Regions from separate parts of the Sus scrofa genome. Here region 1 is linked to region 2. Evidence: chromatin contacts called from public HiChIP or PLAC-seq data. All regions are on one chromosome and are shown on one strand. Each heading gives the region's core, a stretch centred on a gene start, on an enhancer-like site or on the middle of the called end of the contact. The rest is flanking DNA. Distances are from core to core; before and after follow the strand shown. Region 1 overlaps LOC106506763 (a long non-coding RNA gene). Region 2 has its middle 46 kb from the start of FAM180A.

Region 1 (6,544 bases), core at 1,252-3,751, 130 kb before region 2:
AGAGAACCTAGGAGGGCCAGGAAGGCCGGGAATAAACTCAGAATTAGTAAACCATCAGAGTTAGAGGCTTAGGGAGTCCTCGTCAGATCTTTTATAGCTTCCAGACCGAGGATGGCTGGTTGCTGGCATGAGTCAGACCCTGGTGTACAAGTAATTTTTCCAAAATGTCCATTCTGGGGGAAGTGAGTGTTACCATGAGTAAACAAATTGTTTCTCAAGGCTCTTTATTTCGGTTAAAAACGAATTTTCTGGCAAAGCCCAGTGTGTTTCAAAGATTGCCTGGTTGAAGGCTTCAGAAGTACTTGACAATCAAATTTCCAAGTGAAAGTCTTTCTTCCAGGCTTTTTTGCCTTCAAAACCTAATGCTTAAACGCTGATTCTGATAAGAGGCAGGTATTCTTATTCCACTTCCAAGTGGCCAGTGGAAATAGAGTGCTCTTGGAATGAGATACTTTCCCAAATGTTATACTTTCTATCAAAGGGATTAAAAAAGAAAAAGTGCCCCTCTGCCCTTTTTGAGATAGTAATTGATTTTTCATTCTTAGGCCCAAAGAAAGTATCCTTAACATAAAGTTCATAACCAAGACATGGCTACAACTCTGCTTCTGGAAGTTTCTGAGTGTCCTCACTGGGTATCAGCGTAGGAGTCAATAGAAATAATTACTGCCGTATAGTTGTAGGAAACACTCAGGTTAAAAACAATATCAGCCTCAAAGTGCAAGATGATATAATGGAGTGCCCTACAGCTGTAGCTCATTGATAATTGGGAGGGCATGGATTCATTTACCCTTCGTAGGTGCTTTTGAAGAGCAAGCTTATTTAGTTTTGGAGTAAACTTTTGCTTTGTATAAATATGGATGTCATTGATTTGCGAATTCAGAATTCTTAGCATCTAAGGAGAGTTGCTGAAGCTTTAATCAGAGTTATTCATTAAATTCCTAGCTCTTAAGTAACACAGAAGTTCTCCCACCTCCTCACTGCTATTCGTTGAAAGAAGTGATAGCATCTGTGCCTGGATTCTACCTCTGTCAGATGATTCAGTAGCTCAGTGAACTTGGGCAAGTCTTTCTGTTTGCTTTCAGCCATAGATCTAGCTTTTAACCTGTGCCCCGACATCATGTCCTAATGCTTAAGAGATCAGACTCAGTGGTGAATCTGACTAGGAACCATGAGGTTGTGGCTTCGATCTCTGGCCTCACTCAGTGGGTTAAGGATCCCATGCTGCCATGAGATCAGACTCAAAAATCAGACTCCTGGGTTTGAACCATCTTTTTTTGTTTTGGGTCTTTTTAGGGCTGCGGTACATGGAGGTTCCCAGGCTAGGGGTCGAATTGGAGCTGTAGCTTCCAGTCTACACCATAGCCACAGCAGTGCGGATCCGAGCCAGTCTGTGACCTACTCCACAGCTCACGGAAACACCGGATCCTTAACCCACTGAGCAAGGCCAGGGATTGAACCCTCGTCCTCATGGATACTAGTTGGGTTCATTAACCACTGATCCACTGACGGAAAGTCCTGAACCATCATTTTTAAGCAGTGGGAACTTGGGCAAGTTATTTAAATTCTCTGTGCTTCAGTTTCCACATCCGAAAATGGGAGCCTACTTCATGGTTTTATTGTGAGGATTAAAAATGAGATAATACATTAAAGAACTTAAAACAGTGACAATAAGTTTTTAGGTATTTTTCACTTTCTCTTTTGCAAGATAATTAGTTGAACTCTGATTTAGTTTCTTCTTAGGAATGGGACTAGTTTTCCTCAGAAGGAACGTAATGGGATAGTCACAAGTTACATGTCTCGGAGGGTGCACTGTCACCACCCGTTGGGAACCCTCCAGGGTGTTTCCTACAGTTGTCATTTCTTGGAACACTCTTTGAAAACACTGCACCTGGTAGTGCTGCTTATATATTCTCTTCATTGTTCATCTCTCCTTGGATTAAAATACTTGCCCATTATCCCTATATCGAAACTTATTCCTGTGGTCCTAATGCCTCTTTCCCCTTTCCTTTTATTGCAGTGACTTCCTTAGTTGCAGCATGGTTTAGCCACAGATGTTGTAAGGACACATGTGCAGCTTTTAAAGGGAAACCAGCTATGATGGGCACTGCTTGGGGCTTGTGTAACTGTTTGTTGTACTGTTCCTGAGCTAATGGCATTGCTTTTCTTACCTCTCAGCGTAGCAGCGCTTGGTCCTCTTAATCACCTCCTCTTTAGTCCCTTCTCCCTTGGCTCTTGGATCCTGCATCTAAGTACTTTCCAACATTCTTTCATATTATAACACATGTAGACTTATTTTTATGGAAGAACCTGTGTAGAGTGCAAGTGCCCAGCCCTAGGTGCTGGCTGCTCCAAAGCTCAGGGGAGCAGTATCTTGGTGCACCAGTTGGGAAGTGGCCCTATCTCATCACTCCAGTTTGTACGGGCTGCATATCCCTTCATTTGGTTTCTGGGTGTTTCTCAAGACTCAGTCCTTGACTCTCTGCTCTTCTCTCTAGCTCCCTTAGGGGGTGTGTTCCCTGGCATGCTGCCACCTTCACCTCTTTGCTGACAGCTTTCAAAACTGCAGTGAGTCCTTTCTCTGCTTGCAGTTCTCTGTCATCAGCTGCCTACCGAACGTCTCCTGTCTTCTGTCTGTCTTAGACCCAACACGGAGGGACCCATTACCTCTTCTTTCTCTACCCTGCACCATACACCTAGCTTCTTTCTTTCTCGGCCCTGGCTTTCTCAAATTTGAAATGTTGACATAATCTTTGATTTATTTCTCTCCTTCATGCGCCACATCATTTACCTGCTATGTGTCTGGCACATATATTTACCTGCTGTGTATTTTTGGGCAAGTTACTTAACTGGTCTTTGCCTCATTTCTTTATTATTATTATTAAGATATAGTTGATTTACAGTGTTTCTTCAAGTTCTGTTTACAGCGAAGTGACCCAATCACACACGTTTCCCTGTGCTGTGCACAATAGAGCCCCATTGCCCATCCATTCCAAATATACCAGTTTGTATCCAAAAAAACCCCCCAAATGCCCATCCATCCTACTCCCCCCCCGCCCCGGAACCCCAAGTCTGCTCTCCTTGGCTATGATCTATTTCGGTTTTTTTAGATATAATCATCTCTTCCATATTTTAGATTCCACAAATAAGTGATATCCTATGGTATTTGTCTTTCTCTTTCTGACTTAGTATGAGAATCTCTAGTTCCACCCATGCTGCAGATAGCATTAGTTTGTCTTTTTTTATGGCTGAGTAATTTTCCATTGTATGTATCCATGTACCACATCTTCTTAATCCATTCATCTGTTATTGGCTATTTAGGTTGTTTCCATGTCTTGGCTGTTGTGAATAATGCTGTGATGAACATGCGGGTGCATGTATCTTTTTCAGTGAAAGTTTTGTCTGGATATGTACGCAGCACTGGGATTGCTGAATCATACAGGAGTTCTATATTTAGTTTTCTGAGGTGCCTTCAGACTGTTTTCCATTGTGGTTGTACGAATTTACATTCCCACCAGCAGTGAAGGAGGGTACCTTTTCCCCACACCCTCACCAGCATTTGTTATTTGTAGACTTCTTAATGGTGGCCATTCTGACTGGTGTGAGGTGGTACCTCATTGTAGTTTTGATTTGCATTTCTCTAAAAATTAATGGCGTTGAGCATTTTTTTCATATGCCTGTCAGCCATCCCCACCATTCTTATCTTTTACAGGCTACACATCCCTACTTCTTCCACCCATTCTTTATGATTCCAGGTTCATGCCTATCACCCTTGTAAGAATATTCTAGTTTTTGAATTTTTTTTTAAACATAGCATGCTCATTGTAGTCTGATGAGCTGTGGAATAGCAAGGTTGTTGCCTCTAGTTAGTATGTTTTCCTTGACACCCTTGTTTCTCTTGCCTCTTGCAGCTGCCATAGTAATCATTCAGGTTAATTGCTTTGTTCACGCTTAGAAACTGTCAGTGGTCCCTGTGTCCTTCCACATCAGATTGTAACCACTTTTACTTGATTTTCAAGCTTTGGTGATCTGGCCTCATTTTCCTTTCCCACTGCCTGTCAGCATATATCCTCTGTTTTATATTATTTATTTATTTATTTAGTCTTTTTAGAGCTGTACCCACGGCATACGGAGGTTCCCTGCTAGGGGTCTAATCGGAGCTGTAGCCGCCGGCCTACGCCACAGCCAGAGCAACACCTGATCCGAGCTGTGTCTGTGACCTACTCCACAGCTCATGGCAACGTCGGATCCTTAACCCACTGAGTGAGGCCAGGGATTGAACCTGCAACCTCATGGTTCTTAGTCGGATTTGTTTCCGCTGCACTAGGATGGGAACTCCTCCATAATCTTGCCTTCATACCTTCCCGCATGGTTTCCCCTTTATCCTCCTTTTTGCCTTCCCAGCTACTCTTTTTTTTTTTAAGAGAGTCTTTTCCCATTATACACTTGTAAAAATATTTCCCCATATTATCTTCTGGTATTTCTAGGGTTGTATACTTTACATTTAGATCTTTAATCCATATGGATTTCTTCGTTATTATATATGTTTTTTCTAAATGTATGGCCAATTATGACAGAACAATTTGTTTTTTTATTTTTATTTTTTTGTCTTTTTGCCTTTTCTAGGGCCGCTTCCCACGGCATATGGAGGTTCCCAGGCTAGGGGTTGAATCGAAGCTGTAGCCATCGGCCTACACCAGAGCTGCAGCAACGCGGGATCCAAGCCATGTCTGCAACCTACACCACAGCTCAGGGCAACGCCGGATCCTTAACCCACTGACCAAGGGCAGGGATCGAACCCGCAACCTCATGGTTCCTAGTCGGATTCGCTAACCACTGTGCCACAACGGGAATTCCAGAACAATTTGTTGAAGTCATTGTTTTACTCACTGATTTTGAGGTTATTTTTTCATCTAATACGCTTTTGTATGTTTACAAATCTATTTTTCAGCTGTCTCCCCTTGACCATTGACCTGTTTGTCTAATTCTGCACCAACCATACTGCTTTAGTGACTACAACTTTGAAATGAGTTTTGATACCTGGGAAAACCCCAGCTACTCTTTTTTTTTTTTGTATTTTTAGGGCCAAATCTGCAGCATATGTAGGTTCCCAGACTGGGGGTCAAATCAAAGCTGTAGCTGCTAGCCTATGCCACAGTAATGCAGGATCCGAGCCTTGTCTGCAGCCTACACCACAGCTCATGGCAGTGCTGGATCATTAATTCACTGAGCAAGGCCAGGGATCAAACCTGCATCCTCTTGGTTCCTAGTCAGAGTCATTTCTGCTGAGCCACAAGGGGAACTCCACCCCAGCTACTCTTAATGGCCCAACTTCCATCCTTCTCCACCTTCCTGATGACTGTAAGCTTCTGAAACCTTCATTTGTTGTGATCCATCTCCCATTTATTTAGGTTGTACATGTCTTTAATCAGTATTTAAAAATTTTTTAATTAATAGTCTTGCTCCATGTTTTTCTGGGTACTTTTTAGTTTTGTCTAGTATTTTCTCTTCCATTTTTATTGTATTTAGTTTTACCTAGTATTTCTAGGAACTTTTAGTTTTTTTGTTAGTGCGACATCTTTTTAATTTTTTTAATTGTTTCTAAATTTTTATTTATTTTTTAGGCCACACCTGGGGCATGCAAAAGTTCCCAGGCCAGGGATCAAACCCAAACCACAGCAGTGACAACACTGGATCCTTAACCCACTGAGCCACAAGAGAACTCCTCCCCCATTTTTTTTTTTTTTTTGGACATCCTTTAAAGAATTACATTGTATAACACACTGATTCTATTCTTCATTCAGTTTTAGAGAGGATTTTAGGAGAAGAGAAATCTATGAATTTATTACCTTAATCTTTCCAAATGAACTTCTTAAGATTTGTTTGGGTTCAGTGGGTTAAGGACCCAATGTTGTCTCTGTGATGATGCAGGTCGGATCCGTGGCCTTGCTCAGTGAAAGCATTGCTGTAAGGTCACAGATGCAGCTCAAATCTGTGTCTGTGACGTAGGCCACAGCTGCAGCTCTGCTTTGACCTGAGAACTTCCATATGCTGCAGGTGCTGCCATAAAAAGGAAAAAAAAAATGAACCATTTAATCCTTTTGGTAATAAAACAGGTAAAAATGTTTGAAACTACTTATGAGTTTGGTCTCTGTTGTTTTACAATTATTATTTTACAAATAAAAACTTGAAAATTGAAAAAAAAAAAAAAAGAATTACATTGTGGAAGTTCCTTTATGGCTCAATGGGTTAAAGATCTGGCATTGTCACTGCTGTGGCTTGGGTTGCTGCTGTGACATGGGTTTGATCCCTGGCCTGGGAACTTCCACATGTCTCGGGTGCTGCCCCCAAAAAATTAAAAAATCAAAAAAATAAAATAAAATTACATTGTAAATGAGCAAAGGGCTTGTTGTTGGCTGTGCAGAAAGCCAAACTTTGACAGCAGGTGTTTGCTGCAAAGTAAGGACTTTATTGCAGGGTGCCAAGCAAAGGAGGGGGGAGACAAGCCTCAGCTCCACTCTGACTTGGTCTTTGAGTTTGGGTTTTT
Region 2 (6,228 bases), core at 199-2,698:
CAGCTTTACTGAGATATAATCGACACACAACTTTGTGTACTTTTAAAGTGTGCAGCAGCTCTTTTTCTACGTGCCACCTCGCTGTGTGGCCCTGTAGTTTACAGATGTGCCATGTAATTTCCAGGACCTATAAGTGATAAACCTTGTTTCTTTCCATTTTTTTTTAATAAAGGGCACAACGTATTCGTGTGATATACTTAGCTGTTGCAAAATCACTACCGTGATGGTATTAGCTAACACTTCCATCCCACAAAATGAATATTCTTTTTGGTGATGAGGACATTTAAATGGACTCTCTCAGCAACATTCAGTATATGTTACAGTATTATTGGCTGTAATCACCATGCTATGCATCAGATCCCCAGAACTTTTGTGAATTTTATAACTGAAACTTTGTTCTTTGATCGATACTTCCCCATTTCCCAGCCTCCCATCCCAGTAACCACCATTCTACGGTTTCTTGGAATTCAGCTATTTCAGACTGTACATATAAGACCATACAGTACTTGTCTTTCTCTGCCTGACTTATTTCACTTAGCATAACGCCTTCCTGTTTCATCCAAGTTGTAGCAAACGGCAGGATTTCTTTGTTTCCACGGCTGGGTCATATTCCATTGTGTATGTACACACACCACTTCTTCCTCCTCTGTTCCTCTGTCATGGGCATCGAGCTTGTTTCCATGGCGTGGCTGTGGTAAATAGTGCTGCCATGAGCATGACAGTGCACATAGCTCTCTGAGAGCCTCTTTCACTTCCTCTGGATATGTCCCAAGAAGTGAGACTGCTGGATTGTGTGGTAGTTCTATTTTTAATGTTTTGAGTAACCTCCATACTATTTTCCGTGGTAGCTACACGGATTTAACATTCCCACCAAAGGTGCGCAAGGATTCGCTCTTCTCCACAGGCTCCCCAACACGTGTTCTCTCTTGTCTTTCGGATGAGGGCCACCCCGGCCTCTCCTGGAGCAGACAGCCTGCAAGGATGCAGGTGGTGTCAAGGCCCCACGTGATTGAATCACCGTCCTGTCAGTGGCAGTGAATCCAGGGGCTGCTTGTTAACTGCAGACCGATGGCCCTTTGGAGTTAGATCTGCTTTAAGCAAAAAGGCTGTGTGGCTAGCTGCTGTGTGCTGAGAGGGTAGCCAAAGCAAGCCTGGGATTTTTTGGGAACAGTTTTTGGCAGGAAATTTTGGAAATAGGTCTTGATATCTTATTAGCTCAGGCAGGTGGGGGCTTGGAGACTTCGTAAGAGATGCGACTTTCTTCTGCATCGCCGGCTGGTGAGGTGGAGCCCCGTGGTTACGTCTTGCCCGTTCTCCAGTGTGGACTTCCCCAGGGGCCGTGCTCTCCTTTGCACTGAGGAAACACAGGCAACGGGCTGGGCCCTGAAATATGCCAGATATGCAGTAGGAAGGGACTACTGTTCCTAAACCAGCACATCTGGCCGGAAGCTCTGCTGGTAGCAGCCCTCTCAATCAGCAGACGCACGCTCCCCCATTCCCAGCCAAGATCTGTGTCCAGCATGTGAGCGTGAAAAGAACCAGAAGGCTCGGGCAGGAGTCTTCCGTTCTGGCCATACATCAGAAAGCTAAGAGCTCACGGAGTGTTTACCAATCCAAGTTGCTCAGGCGTCTCCCCGCAGAAATCCTCATTCATGGGATGGGATTGGGGCCCGGTGAGTGATTCGGCTGTCCAGCCAGGGTTGTCCAGTCAGCCAGTCTAGGCTGTCCTAGTGCGGTCACTGGGGAGCTGAGTGACCTTTGGGCAAATGGCTTTACTTCCCTGGACCTCAGTGTCCTCATCTCTAAAATCACAACTTGGATTGGAGGTAGCCAAACAGGCTGCGAATCAGTAACTCCCAGGAAGCTTTACAAACACAGGTTCCCCGGTCCTGCTCCAGACAGACTAAGTCTTACTGTTTGGGCCCAGGGCCCAGGAACCTGCATTTTTAAAAATTGTGGTAAAGTACACATGACACACATTTTACCATCCTGACCATTTTTAACTACAGCGGTGTTAAGTGTATTGATTCTGTTCTGCAACCAACCTCCGGAACTTCTTCGTCTTGCAAAACTGAAACTCGGCATCTATTAAAGCTTGATTCCCCTTTCTTTCCTCCCCCAGGCTCCTGGCCATTGCCATTGTACTTTCTTCCTGTAGCAACTGGACGACTCTCATAGTAACTGGAATCATACAGTATTTGTCTTTTTGTGACGGGCTTAGCATGGTGTCCTCAGGTTCATCCATGTTATGGCAGATATCAAAATTTCCTTCCCTTTTAAGGCTGAATAATATTTCAGTATGTGTATAGACCACATTTTGTTTATCCATTCATCTGTCCCTGGTCACTTGGGTTGCTTCCACCTTTTGGCTATCGTGAATAGTGCTGCTGTGAACATGGGTGTACAGCTATTTCTTTGAGACCCTCCTTTCAATTCTTTGGGACATATACTTAGAAGTGAAATTGCTGCATCATATGGTAATTTATTTTTCATATGTGGGGAAACTTTGTACATTTTCTTTAGAAGCTGCACTATTTTATTTATTATTTTTTAAATGATTTTTATTTTTTCCATTATAGCTGGTTTACAGTGTTCTGTCAGTTTTCTACAGTATGGCAAAGAGATCCAGTCACACATATATGTATACATTTTTTTTCTCACATTATCCTCCATCATGCTCCATCACAAGTGACTGGATAAATTCCCAGTGCTTTACAGCAGATCTCATTGCTTATCCATTCCAAAGGCAATAGTTTGGAATGTTAACCCCAAATTCCTAGTCCATCCCGCTCCCTCCTTGAAAAAGACACATGCACCCTATGTTCATTGCAGCACTATTCACAGTAGCCAAGACATGGAAACACCTAAACGTCCATCGACAGATGAACAGATTAAGAAGATGTGGTATATATACACAATGGAACACTACTCAGCCATAAAAAGAACAAAATAATGCCATTTGCAGCAACATGGATGGAACTAGAGACTCATACTAAGTGAAGGAAGTCAGAAAGAGAAAGACAAATACCATATGATATCACTTATATCTGGAATCTAATATATGGCACAAATGACCCTTTCCACAGAGAAGAAACTCATGGACTTGGAAAGCTGCACTATTTTGCATTGTCATCAACAACACCTAGGGAGTCCCAGCTTCTCCACATCATCACCAGTTGTGATGGGCATGAGGCATCTGTGTGTTTAAGAAGCTGTCCAGGGTGTCTGGCTCTAGTCAGGCCCTGGCTGGTCCCTATTGCATTGGACTGAGTGGTGACCTGGGTCCCTTCTAGCTCAAAAGTGCCTGAATGCTCGAAGTATAACATAAACTCGAATGGCTAAACCTATACTGAGTGCCAGCAATTGTGATGATTTGCCTCCATGCTCTGTCTGACTGAGATTATTCTCTAGCTGTTTTAGGTATGAGCACTTTTCCTCCCTGTGGACCTTGAACTGCTGGCATCAGTGCCTGGCACATGATGGAGGGCTCAAAACTGGAGTGAATCAATGAATGAACCCATTAGGTCCTAAGGCAGAGAACAGGCCTTCTGTTTACAATGATCCTCTCCCTGTGCCAAGCAGAAGTGTGCACAGTGGATACTAAGAAGTGTTTGAATGTGAAAGAGACACATGTGGATCATTTGTGCCAGTGCAGGAATTGGCACATTGAGAAGGCTGAACAGTATGGCCAATGACAGTGCTTGGGCTTTTTCCCTGATAGGAGAGTTTTTTTTGGTCAAGGCCAAGGCTGTTTAAACACATCAGGATGCACGGGGCCTTGGGGAATGCACCTTGATGAATCCGTGCATTTCTCTTCCTGTGCATGGAGCTCCCAGGGCTAGCCAGCTTCTGGCAGGCAAGAGAGGGTGACACCCTGGAGCAGAATGTGTCGTTCCAGGGAGCCTCCCATCCAGCCGTGGCCTGCCCTGCCCTGCCCTGCAGGGTTGCTGGTGCCAGTGTGGCTTAAGGGAGCTGGCGCCCTTCCTTGCTGGGCGGCCCAGAGAAGCAGGAGGGAGACTGGTGCTTTGTTCTCTGGAAGGTGGAGCAGGGTGTAACGCCACAGAGCTCAGTGCCTGGCGATCACAGTCATGTGTGTATATCTGGGACTGTGTCCCACAGGCCCCCAGCTGCCTGCAGCCCTTCCCATCTGGACTGTGGTCGTGGAGAAAGCAGCCCCATGGCCTCCGTGCCATCACAGCTCTCACCTTGGGTGCCCCCGGCAGGGACGAGGCACTGGCTTCTTCCGGCCACTGTGCTCAGCCCTGATGCTCCCATGGTTACAAATCAGATCTTGCCTTGGAGCAGGCAGCCTTAGAGTTTACAAACCTTGTGTACCTGCAACGTCAGATTAAATCATATGCAGTGGGTTGTTTATTAGCTTTGCAGGGTGGTGAAGTGAAAAGCATGTTTCTTTAACAACCTTGGCCAGACGCAGTGATGTTGCCTGCTCCCTCGACTTGCTTGGTGCAGGCTCTGCTCTGCCTTTCACTTTCCCTTGTTCAATACAAACATTTATCAGAGAGCAGGCTCTCCGGCTTTCTAAGACTGAGTTTTCTCTTGGAAGTTGGCAAAGTTTGAACTAGTGAACTGATTTAAAAACCAGGATGCAGAGTTCATTGTGGCGCAGCGGAAATGAACCTAACTAGTAGCCATGAGGATGTGTGTTCGATCCCTGGGCTTGCTCGGTGGGTTAAGGAACCAGCGTTGCTGTGAGCTGTGGTGTAGGTCATAGATGAGGTCGGATCCCGAGTTGCTGTGGCTGTGGTGTAGGCCGGTGGCTACAACTCTGATTCAACCCCTAGCCTGGGAACCTCTGTGTGCTGCGGGTGCGGCCCTAAAAAGTAAAACAAACAAACAAATAAATAAAATGCAATAAAAACCGGGATGCATTTAGGAGAAGGTCATTAGGGGAAGAACACATAGAGCCATAAAATGAACCGCAGCGCACTGGCAGCTGTAACTGACATCAACGCAGCGTTTACCCCGAGCTGGCTGTTCTAGCCTCTTGCATCTCACAGAGCAGAAGGTGGAGGCCCTGGGAGGGTGGCCTTCCTGCCTGTTGTCACACAGCTCGTAGCAGAGTTGCCGCCATCGCTGTCTTGGTCTGTCGATCCTCTCGTCTCTGTGCTTCGTCCTCAGACGCCTTCTGCCCATTTATTTTCTCTTCTCTCCTCCATGCTTCCAGCAGGTAGAAGAAAAATTGAGGCAAAGAGCACATATCATAAAATGAACCATTTTAATGTGTACAATTCAGGGGCATTAGGTATATTGCGTTTGTGCAACCATCACCTCTATTTGGTCCTGGAACATTCTCCTCACCCCCAAAGGGCACCCTGGGTTCATTAAGCAATGACTCCTGTTCCCAGGCCCCAGTCCCTTGCAACCACTGATCTGTTTTCAGTCTCTCTAGATGTGCCCGTTCTGGACATTTCATAAGGTGCTTCATATAAATAGACTTGTGTCAGCTAGCATGTTTTCACAGCATTTATATGCAGCATGTATCAACACACCATTCCTTTTTATGGCTGCATCGTAGTCCATTGGGTGGGGCTACCATATTTTCTTACTTTATTTTTTATTTTTTTGTCTTTTTAGGGCCGCACCCGTGGCATATGGAGGTTCCCAGGCTAGGGGTCAAATCAGAGCTGTAACTGCCTGCCTACACCAGAGCCACAGCCACAGCCACACCAGCAGATCTGAGCTGCATCTGCAACCTACACCACAGCTCCACAGCAACACCAGAACCTTAACCCACTGAGTGAGGCCAGGGATCGAACCCACAATCTCATGGTTCCTAGTCGGATTCATTTCCACTGTGCCATGATGGGAATTCCAAGTGGAGCTACCGTATTTTCTTTATCCATTACTTTGTTGGTGGGCACTTGGCTGTTGGGAACGGTGCTGCTGTGAACATTTGTGTACAAGTATTTGTTTGAATACTTCTTTTCGCTTCTCTTGGGTCTGTGCCTTCTACCTGGGAGTGGAACAGCTGGGTCAAGGAGTAATTCTGTTGAACCTTTTGAGGAGACCTCTAGCACTTTTGAGTGGGGCAGGTCTCTTCTGACACTTGACTGCCTTTACATAATGCCGAATACCTGGATGAAAAGCCCACCATCTGTGTGTTCTCCGTGGTTTTACAATCCAAACGCTTGGCTCTACGGGAACCCTCGCATCTGTGTGCATGAAAGACACAGAGACCCAAATATTTGGAGGAAGAATGAAAACCTC

Evidence for each region. HiChIP or PLAC-seq counts read pairs in DNA pulled down with a chosen protein or histone mark.
Region 1: an H3K27ac HiChIP or PLAC-seq map of alveolar macrophages shows a contact between it and region 2. The contact joins two enhancer-like sites. A contact is called at or near these places in 1 of 5 promoter capture datasets (liver), 6 of 47 Hi-C or Micro-C datasets (embryonic fibroblasts, fetal heart ventricle, fibroblasts and 1 more) and 2 of 2 datasets of contacts at active chromatin or transcription factors (alveolar macrophages and skeletal muscle).

What each region holds. Positions count from the first base shown.
Region 1 is chr18:13,658,603-13,665,146 of Sscrofa11.1, reverse strand. All of the region lies in intron 1 of LOC106506763 (a long non-coding RNA gene), which reads left to right. Among named protein-coding and RNA genes, the nearest start is that of SLC13A4, 68 kb to the right of the region's middle. Within about 2 kb of position 2,501, at least 8 of the 83 cell types and tissues checked have an H3K27ac peak or open chromatin away from gene starts, as enhancers often do. A contact at or near this core is called in alveolar macrophages, where this site is marked.
Region 2 is chr18:13,524,516-13,530,743 of Sscrofa11.1, reverse strand. No RefSeq gene overlaps it. Among named protein-coding and RNA genes, the nearest start is that of FAM180A, 46 kb to the left of the region's middle. Within about 2 kb of position 1,448, at least 24 of the 83 cell types and tissues checked have an H3K27ac peak or open chromatin away from gene starts, as enhancers often do. A contact at or near this core is called in alveolar macrophages, where this site is marked.